Regions from separate parts of the Mus musculus genome. Here region 2 is linked to region 1. The links are chromatin contacts, called in public Hi-C maps. All regions are on one chromosome and are shown on one strand. The core of a region is the stretch at or near the end of the contact, and the rest is flanking DNA. Distances in the headings are between cores, read along the strand shown.

Region 1 (3,234 bases), core at 257-2,756:
CGTACACCACCTCTCTGAGTGCTGGGGTTGCAGGCGTACACCACCTCTCTGAGTGCTGGGATTGCAGGCGTACACCACCACTCTGAGTGCTGGGATTGCAGGCGTACACCACCACTCTGAGTTTATGCAGTGTTGGAGAAGGAATACAAGGCTTCCTGTGAGCTAGAGAAACACTCTACCAGCTAAGCCACATTCCTAGGCCGTAGGCCCCGATCTTGTTTCTTAACTTTGCATTACATTTCATTTATCTATTGCACTCGTGTACTACACGTCCACAGTGCACACACGGAAGTCAGAGGACAACTTGCAGGAGTTGGTTTCCTTCTACCATGTGGGCCCTGAGGCCTGAACTCAGGTAGTCAGGTCTGGAAGCAAATGCCTTTACTCACTGGGCTCCAGTCCAGAATTTACACCAAATTTTACTTCAAGGCTACCACAAGCACTGAAGCAAAGGCCCCCTGCAAAGGCAGTGGCTTCGGTAGAGCTTTCTGTAGTCCCCTCCAACTCTCTCACAGGCATCTCCATAGCTCAGGCAAGAGTGCAAGGAAGGGGTGGGGAGTGGGAGTCTCCGGTTGTGTGGTAGGTGGATGTGGTGGTGCTACCACTCTGGCTTGCTGAGAGAGCCTTCTCTAAGAATCCTGACTCCCTGCCAGAGATGACATCCTTAGACTGAGTCTTGACTGGACAACCAACCTTTCATTCTACCATTCTGTGATTATAAATCAAAACCAAATAATATTTTGTACTGACTAGTTTTATGTTAACTTGACACAAACTAGACTCAGCTGAGAGACTAATTCTAAGGGGACCACGACTGAAAAACTGCCTCTCTAAGATCTAGCTGTAGGCAAGCCTGCAGGGCATTTTCTTAATTAGTGGTTGAGATGGGAGGAACCTGCCCATTGTGGGTGGTGCTACCACAGGGCTCCTGTGCTATAAAACAGCAGGCAGAGCAAGCCAATAAGTAGTTAGTAGGCAGCCCTCTTCAGTGGCATCTACATTAGCTCCAGCTTTCTGTCCTGACTTCTCTCAGTGGACCGTGTACAAGTGAAATAAACTCCTTAAATCTCTTTTGATTATGGTGTTCCGTCATGGCAATAGAACACTAAGACAATGCTATTTTCAAACTGTCCCTACCCAAACAGTAGCAATCTCTCACTCAGTAAGTCATCTGCATAATTGGATTCTCTAGACTGACCTGATCCCTGGAGAGGTCTGAAGTGTGTCACTGGGAACCTGGCCCAAACCTGGCAGCTGTGTTTGTGGGTCAGGGGTGGCAGTGTTCCTCAGCATACTGGGTGTGTAGAAAAGGCTACAGTCTGGTGGCAGCTCAGCCATTCTCTCACTCCACTCCTGTGTACACGCCTGCCCGAAGGCCTGTTGCCAAGACGCTCATTAATACCTTTTTATGGTCCCTTTTCAGCCCTGAGGTTTTTTAGATCGCAGGAAACAGAATTTCCTGCAGCGTGTGAGAGGCTGGCAGTCAGCCCCACATTAAGAGTGCACTCGAAGGAGAAAGGTTAGAATGAGAAACTCATAGGGAACTTTATAGTTTGCTTACCACACTTCACAGTGACAGGTTTTTTGATTTTGGGGGTGGGGGATGGGGTGAGGTGGGGGGAGGTGGCATCCCAGGAGCTCGCACAGGGCTTAAGTTCTCAGGTCTCCATCTGCAAGACCCAGGATGCCAAGGGTCAGGATTGGAAGGTCCCAGAGTGATTTGAATCTTAGTCTGTTCAATGAACCAAGGAGAGGGAGGGGTGTGTGTGTGTGTGTGTGTGTGTGTGTGTGTGTGTGTGTGCGTGTCTCCTCGCTCTACCCTCCTCTCCAGGATGAGCTGCTGTGTGTGTGTGTGTGTGTGTGTGTCCTCGCTCTACCCTCCTCTCCAGGATGAGCTGCTGTGTGTGTGTGTGTGTGTGTGTGTGTGTGTCTTGGCTTGCTTCCCTCCTCCCCTGAGAGCCTGTTCTTTCCTAAGCTCTTTGTTCCACTTTCCCTTTACTTCAAAGCCATAAAATCTGAGGCTCTTAGGTTGCAGAGCTGCCCCTGAGCTTTTCTGAGATAACAGACTACCCTTAAGCCTTCACCATCAATGCTAATTTAGTCAGGTCTGTTAGGTCTGAAAGGTGCCAAAAGCCTTTTAAAACAGAACAGCCGAAACAGAAGCCATTAATAGTTAATGCGCCCTAAAACTTTCTCACTCGATGGAATTTTAATGACTCCTCTAAAGTGACTTTGATTTACTGTCTGTGTCTCTGTGGTATACTCACCAAGATCACTGTTTACCTAGTGGGGTGGATTCTAGAGATACAGACCACCAAGAAGCCCGGACTTTAGACCTTGGGGGCCCTGCCCAGGGGGTCGTGGGAAGACCCATCCAACACATACGTGGGCTGTACACAGACCTGAGGGTCGACCTACCCCTGAGAATCGACAGTGTCCTTAGGCCTCAGCAGCATCATGGACAGGATAGAGAAGAGCTTCAGGCGCATGTGTGGGTCTGTGGAGGGCTGGAGACAGGCCCTGAGGGTGGGGATCACATGCTGCAGCGCTTCTCCCACAGCCGGGCCTAGGAAAGAGAACAGGGGCTGCAGCAGGCCACCGATGGCTTCCCAGGCCTCACTGCTGGGGTAGGAGCCCTGCAAGCCACAGGCCATGGCTCGCCTTCCTGACATGCTGCTCTCCCAACTGCTGAGGACACTAACAAACTCCAGCATCGCCCTCCCTATGTGACCAAGACACAAATCCAGCTTCTCTTTACAACTTCTAAATTATTCTAAATTATTTTTTTTTGAAAGATACCCCAGAAGGTGTCAGACCCCATTACAGATGGTTGTGAGCCACCATGTGGTTGCTGGGAATTGAACTCAGGACCTTCAGAAGAGCAGTCAGTGCTCTTAACCGCTGAGCCATCTCTCCAGCCCCCTAAATTCTTTCTTTCTTTCTTTCTTTTTTTTTTTTTTTTTTTTTTTTTGGTTTTTTCGAGACAGGGTTTCTCTGTATAGTCCTGGCTGTCCTGGAACTCACTTTGTAGGCCAGGCTGGCCTTGAACTCAGAAATCCGCCTGCCTCTGCCTCCAAATTGCTGGGATTAAAGGCGTGCGCCACCACGCCCGGCCTAAATTCTTCCTTAAATTATTATTATTAATTTTTTTTACTTCAGGAAGCTAGAGAGAGAACTCAGAGATTACACTGGCTGCTCTTCCAGAGGTCCTGAGTTCAATTCCCAGCACCCACA
Region 2 (3,234 bases), core at 255-2,754, 180 kb before region 1:
GTTACCCTGGGTCATACTTCTCCTGTCTTGCAATAGGCTGATCCTGTCTCTCCCTAGTACCAATCCAAGAGGCCTAGTCTCCCCCCCATCTGGCAAGGAACCCCAATGCCCACCTACCCCCACCTCGCTGGATGTGCTGGAAGATGGGAATTGGGGGCCGGTCGGCTAGCTCATGCCCGGTTCCAACCAAGGCCTCCCTCACCACCTCATAGCCCGACAGCACCACGGTCTTCTGAGATCCCAGATGGATTGTGAACATGGGCCCGTAGCGTTCTGAGAGCTGGTGGGGACAGACAGGTGTCAGACAGGCAGCCTCCACCCACCCTCTAAGAGTTACATACAGCCGTACTGTATGTAGGCTGGAAGCTTAAGAGCTGGAGAGAACCCCAAGAGCCCCTCCAGTCTCCCCAGGAGGGGGCGCTGTTCAAATGTTCAAACTTCCATCACCCCACTTCAAAGAGAAACCGTTGAAAAAAAATGAGAAAGCTAGAGTGGAATTTGTGGGTCTCACCCAGAGCCATGGCTGGATCTGCCTGATCTCTGCTCCTCAGACTGGGCCCCGAGGTAGGGCCTGAGCCTCTGAACCTAGTGCCGGCAGCCACGTCGGAGTCTAGCCTGACCCACCCTAGGAAAGGTGTGGCAGAGCCACTTCAAGCTAGCTCTGCAGTTGTGTGGACTTCTCTGCAAACAAGAGTCCCCAGACAAAATTCAAGGACCTCCACCCTACTGAGCCAGTTAACCCTGGCCAGTGGCGGTGCAGCCAGCTTACCTTCATGTCTGAGTTCTAGGGAGAAGCCGTACCTAGCTAATACCCTACCCAGACAAGGGCACTGCTGCCCTGCCACATTTCCAACACTTCTAGACACACCTGCCAGTCTCTTCCTCATTGTTCCAGAGCCCACCCTGCTCACCAATCCTGAGCCCTGACCCTTGGCTGCTGTCCTGTCCCATCTATCTATCTATCTATCTATCTATCTATCTATCTATCTACCTACCTACCTACCTACCTACCTACGTATCTATCTATCTATCTATCTATCTATCTATCTATCTATCTATCTATCTATCTATCTATCTTTTATTTGCAATTCTGGGATAGAACCAGGCTCTTGTGAATGCTAAGCAAACACACTACAATGAGCTATCTCCCTAGCCTAGGCCACTCTTGCTTCCAACATCTGCTCTCTGGGACAAGCCTCTGGCATCCTGAATCCCCCCTGGCTTCCCTTGTCAGTGCTGGGACACAGACACCATGTGAGCTGTGAGATGAAATAGGGTCGCCCACCCTACCTCCATCAGTGCCCGGTCTTGTTGGGTCACACCCAGCAAATGCAGGTTCCCCAGGAACGGCAGAGGGCGAGGCCCAGGGGGCCACCGAGGAGCCAGGGAGGGGCTCCGGGTGCAGCCCTGGAGCAGTCCCCACAGCCCCAGAAGTAGCAAGATCCCCCAGACACCCAGGAGCAGCAGAGCCATGTGAACAGCTGGATGGCAAATCCTCAGCTCTCCAGGGGCCCAGTGAGCCCTCTGCCTTATAGCCATCCTCCCCAGGGCGTGCCGGCACCCCACCCACCCCACCACCCCGAGAATGTGGAATGAGCAGTTTGCAGGAGACAGCCCAACAGGAGGCTTAAAGCTACAGGTTATGTGGAATGTGGGGTCTCCTCTGTGGCAGGGGGCCTGGGTTGGGGGCTGAAAGGACCTCTGTCGGCAGTACAGAGCCAAGACGTTTTGGTCACAGGTTATCCAAGCCTGGGCCAGGCGAGGTCAGGCTTCCAAGATACCTACATCCATCCCTCCATGTCTCCTCAGGTTCCAGTGTCACAGTCAGAGCCATGTCTATTCTGTCCCCCACTTTGGGAACCAATAGTTCTCCGTGGCCTCCCGTCAAAGTAGAACTTACGGGACTCTGAGACTAGACCCTCATCCTGAAAGAAAGGATGAGGGTCCCCTGTGTCCTCAGGACCCTAGTGCCCAGCAGGTACACTGAATGCCCTGTGCAGCCATCAAGGACCTCTCTCACCACAAGGACCTCAAAGCTCATAGCCTTCAGAAGCAGTGAGTGTCTGCTGAAGCTGAGGGAGCTCTCACCCCAGCAGCCTGGAGTAAGGGGCACAACCACCCAGACACTGAGGGGCCATCCCATTTAGGAGACCGTGAACAGACCCAGCAGGTGGCTGGGTTTACAGCCCTAGCTGTCTGGGCTCTAATCCTGTCTCTTAAACCCTGGAGGCCTCACTGGGGAGGAGGTGCCTCTGTGAGAAAGGGCTCTGCGGGCGGGTGGCTCTTGGCACCAGAAGTAGCTGGGTTGCTTCCCCGCAGCCTGCCTCAACATGAGGCACCTGGAGTCCTACCCCCCAAGCAGGGCCCCTCACCACGGGGCCTATTCCCTGGGGTGTTATCCACGCCCTGCACAAATGCTGAGCTGAGGAAGGCGCAGAAGCCATCCGCAGTCCTTACAGCCAGGTCTTGTCTGTGGAGAGAAGCCCAGCCTAGACTGCATTCACCCTAGCACCTCTCTTCCCTGCAACAGCGTGAGCCTGGGCTGCGACAGCTCCCTGTCGCTACTGTGGATGTCTGGGTCATGTTTCAACCAACTGCCACCAAGGCCACTTACAGAATATCCAAGCTAGGGCCCCTACCCAGACAGGAAAATCTACATAATCGCTGCAAGAAATCCTTATTGAGCAGTTGCTATGTGCCAGACTTGGCCAGGAGCGAGGGCTATGGAAATCAGAGGCAGAGGGACCAACAGGACTCTGATGTCACAATCCCAGGGGAGGATTGGTGTGGCTCCGTTTGCTTGTATTGGAAAGGAGGAAGTCAAGGCAGATGGTGTGCTGTGGTGTCTGCACGGTAGCTGGTGAGCTGAGATTTGCCTGGCCATCAGGGACAATGAATGGGATGTGGAGGTAGGTGTAGAAAAGCCAGGCAGGGTGGGACAGGAGACTGTCAGGATGATCAGGGCTGGAGTCTGCAGCCCCTCCGGGAGCAGGCACGAACTCCCATGCCAGCATGAGAGTCCCCATGGCTTCAGCGAAGACCCCAGAGTTGCCTGGGTGAGTTAAGTGTTCTGGTGTCCAGGCATCTCTGGACAACTTCCCCCGCAGTGTCCATGCTTCTGCATGGCTGGCTGGTGTGGCCCAAATCCTCCTGCTTCTGCCTCCCAGGGCTGGGATCGCAGGCAACACCACTCAGCTACCTTGGGAGTTATTTTGGGGAAGGAATTTTGCTGTT

The links. A called contact is a pair of places that touch in the nucleus more often than the background predicts.
Region 2: a Hi-C map of pro-B cells shows a contact between it and region 1, with 5 times the contacts expected there. The contact joins the promoter of Cyp2w1 here to the enhancer-like site in region 1. A contact is called at or near these places in 3 of 39 promoter capture datasets (the C10 cell line and stem cell-derived epiblast-like cells), 1 of 15 datasets of contacts at CTCF or cohesin (large pre-B cells), 9 of 484 Hi-C or Micro-C datasets (B cells, the Ba/F3 cell line, the G1E-ER4 cell line and 4 more), 3 of 115 datasets of contacts at active chromatin or transcription factors (bone marrow-derived dendritic cells, bone marrow-derived macrophages and embryonic stem cells) and 1 of 9 other capture datasets (liver).

Annotation. Positions count from the first base shown.
Region 1 is chr5:139,173,458-139,176,691 of GRCm38.p6, reverse strand. Dnaaf5 (dynein, axonemal assembly factor 5) reads right to left here. Exons shown (of 13, transcript NM_001081265.2): 9 at 2,419-2,566. Among named protein-coding and RNA genes, the nearest start is that of Dnaaf5, 25 kb to the right of the region's middle. Within about 2 kb of position 1,506, at least 89 of the 459 cell types and tissues checked have an H3K27ac peak or open chromatin away from gene starts, as enhancers often do. A contact at or near this core is called in the N1E-115 cell line and pro-B cells, where this site is marked.
Region 2 is chr5:139,350,886-139,354,119 of GRCm38.p6, reverse strand. Cyp2w1 (cytochrome P450, family 2, subfamily w, polypeptide 1) reads right to left here and starts at 1,504. Exons shown (of 9, transcript NM_001160265.2): 1 at 1,291-1,504; 2 at 118-280. The coding sequence starts at 1,473.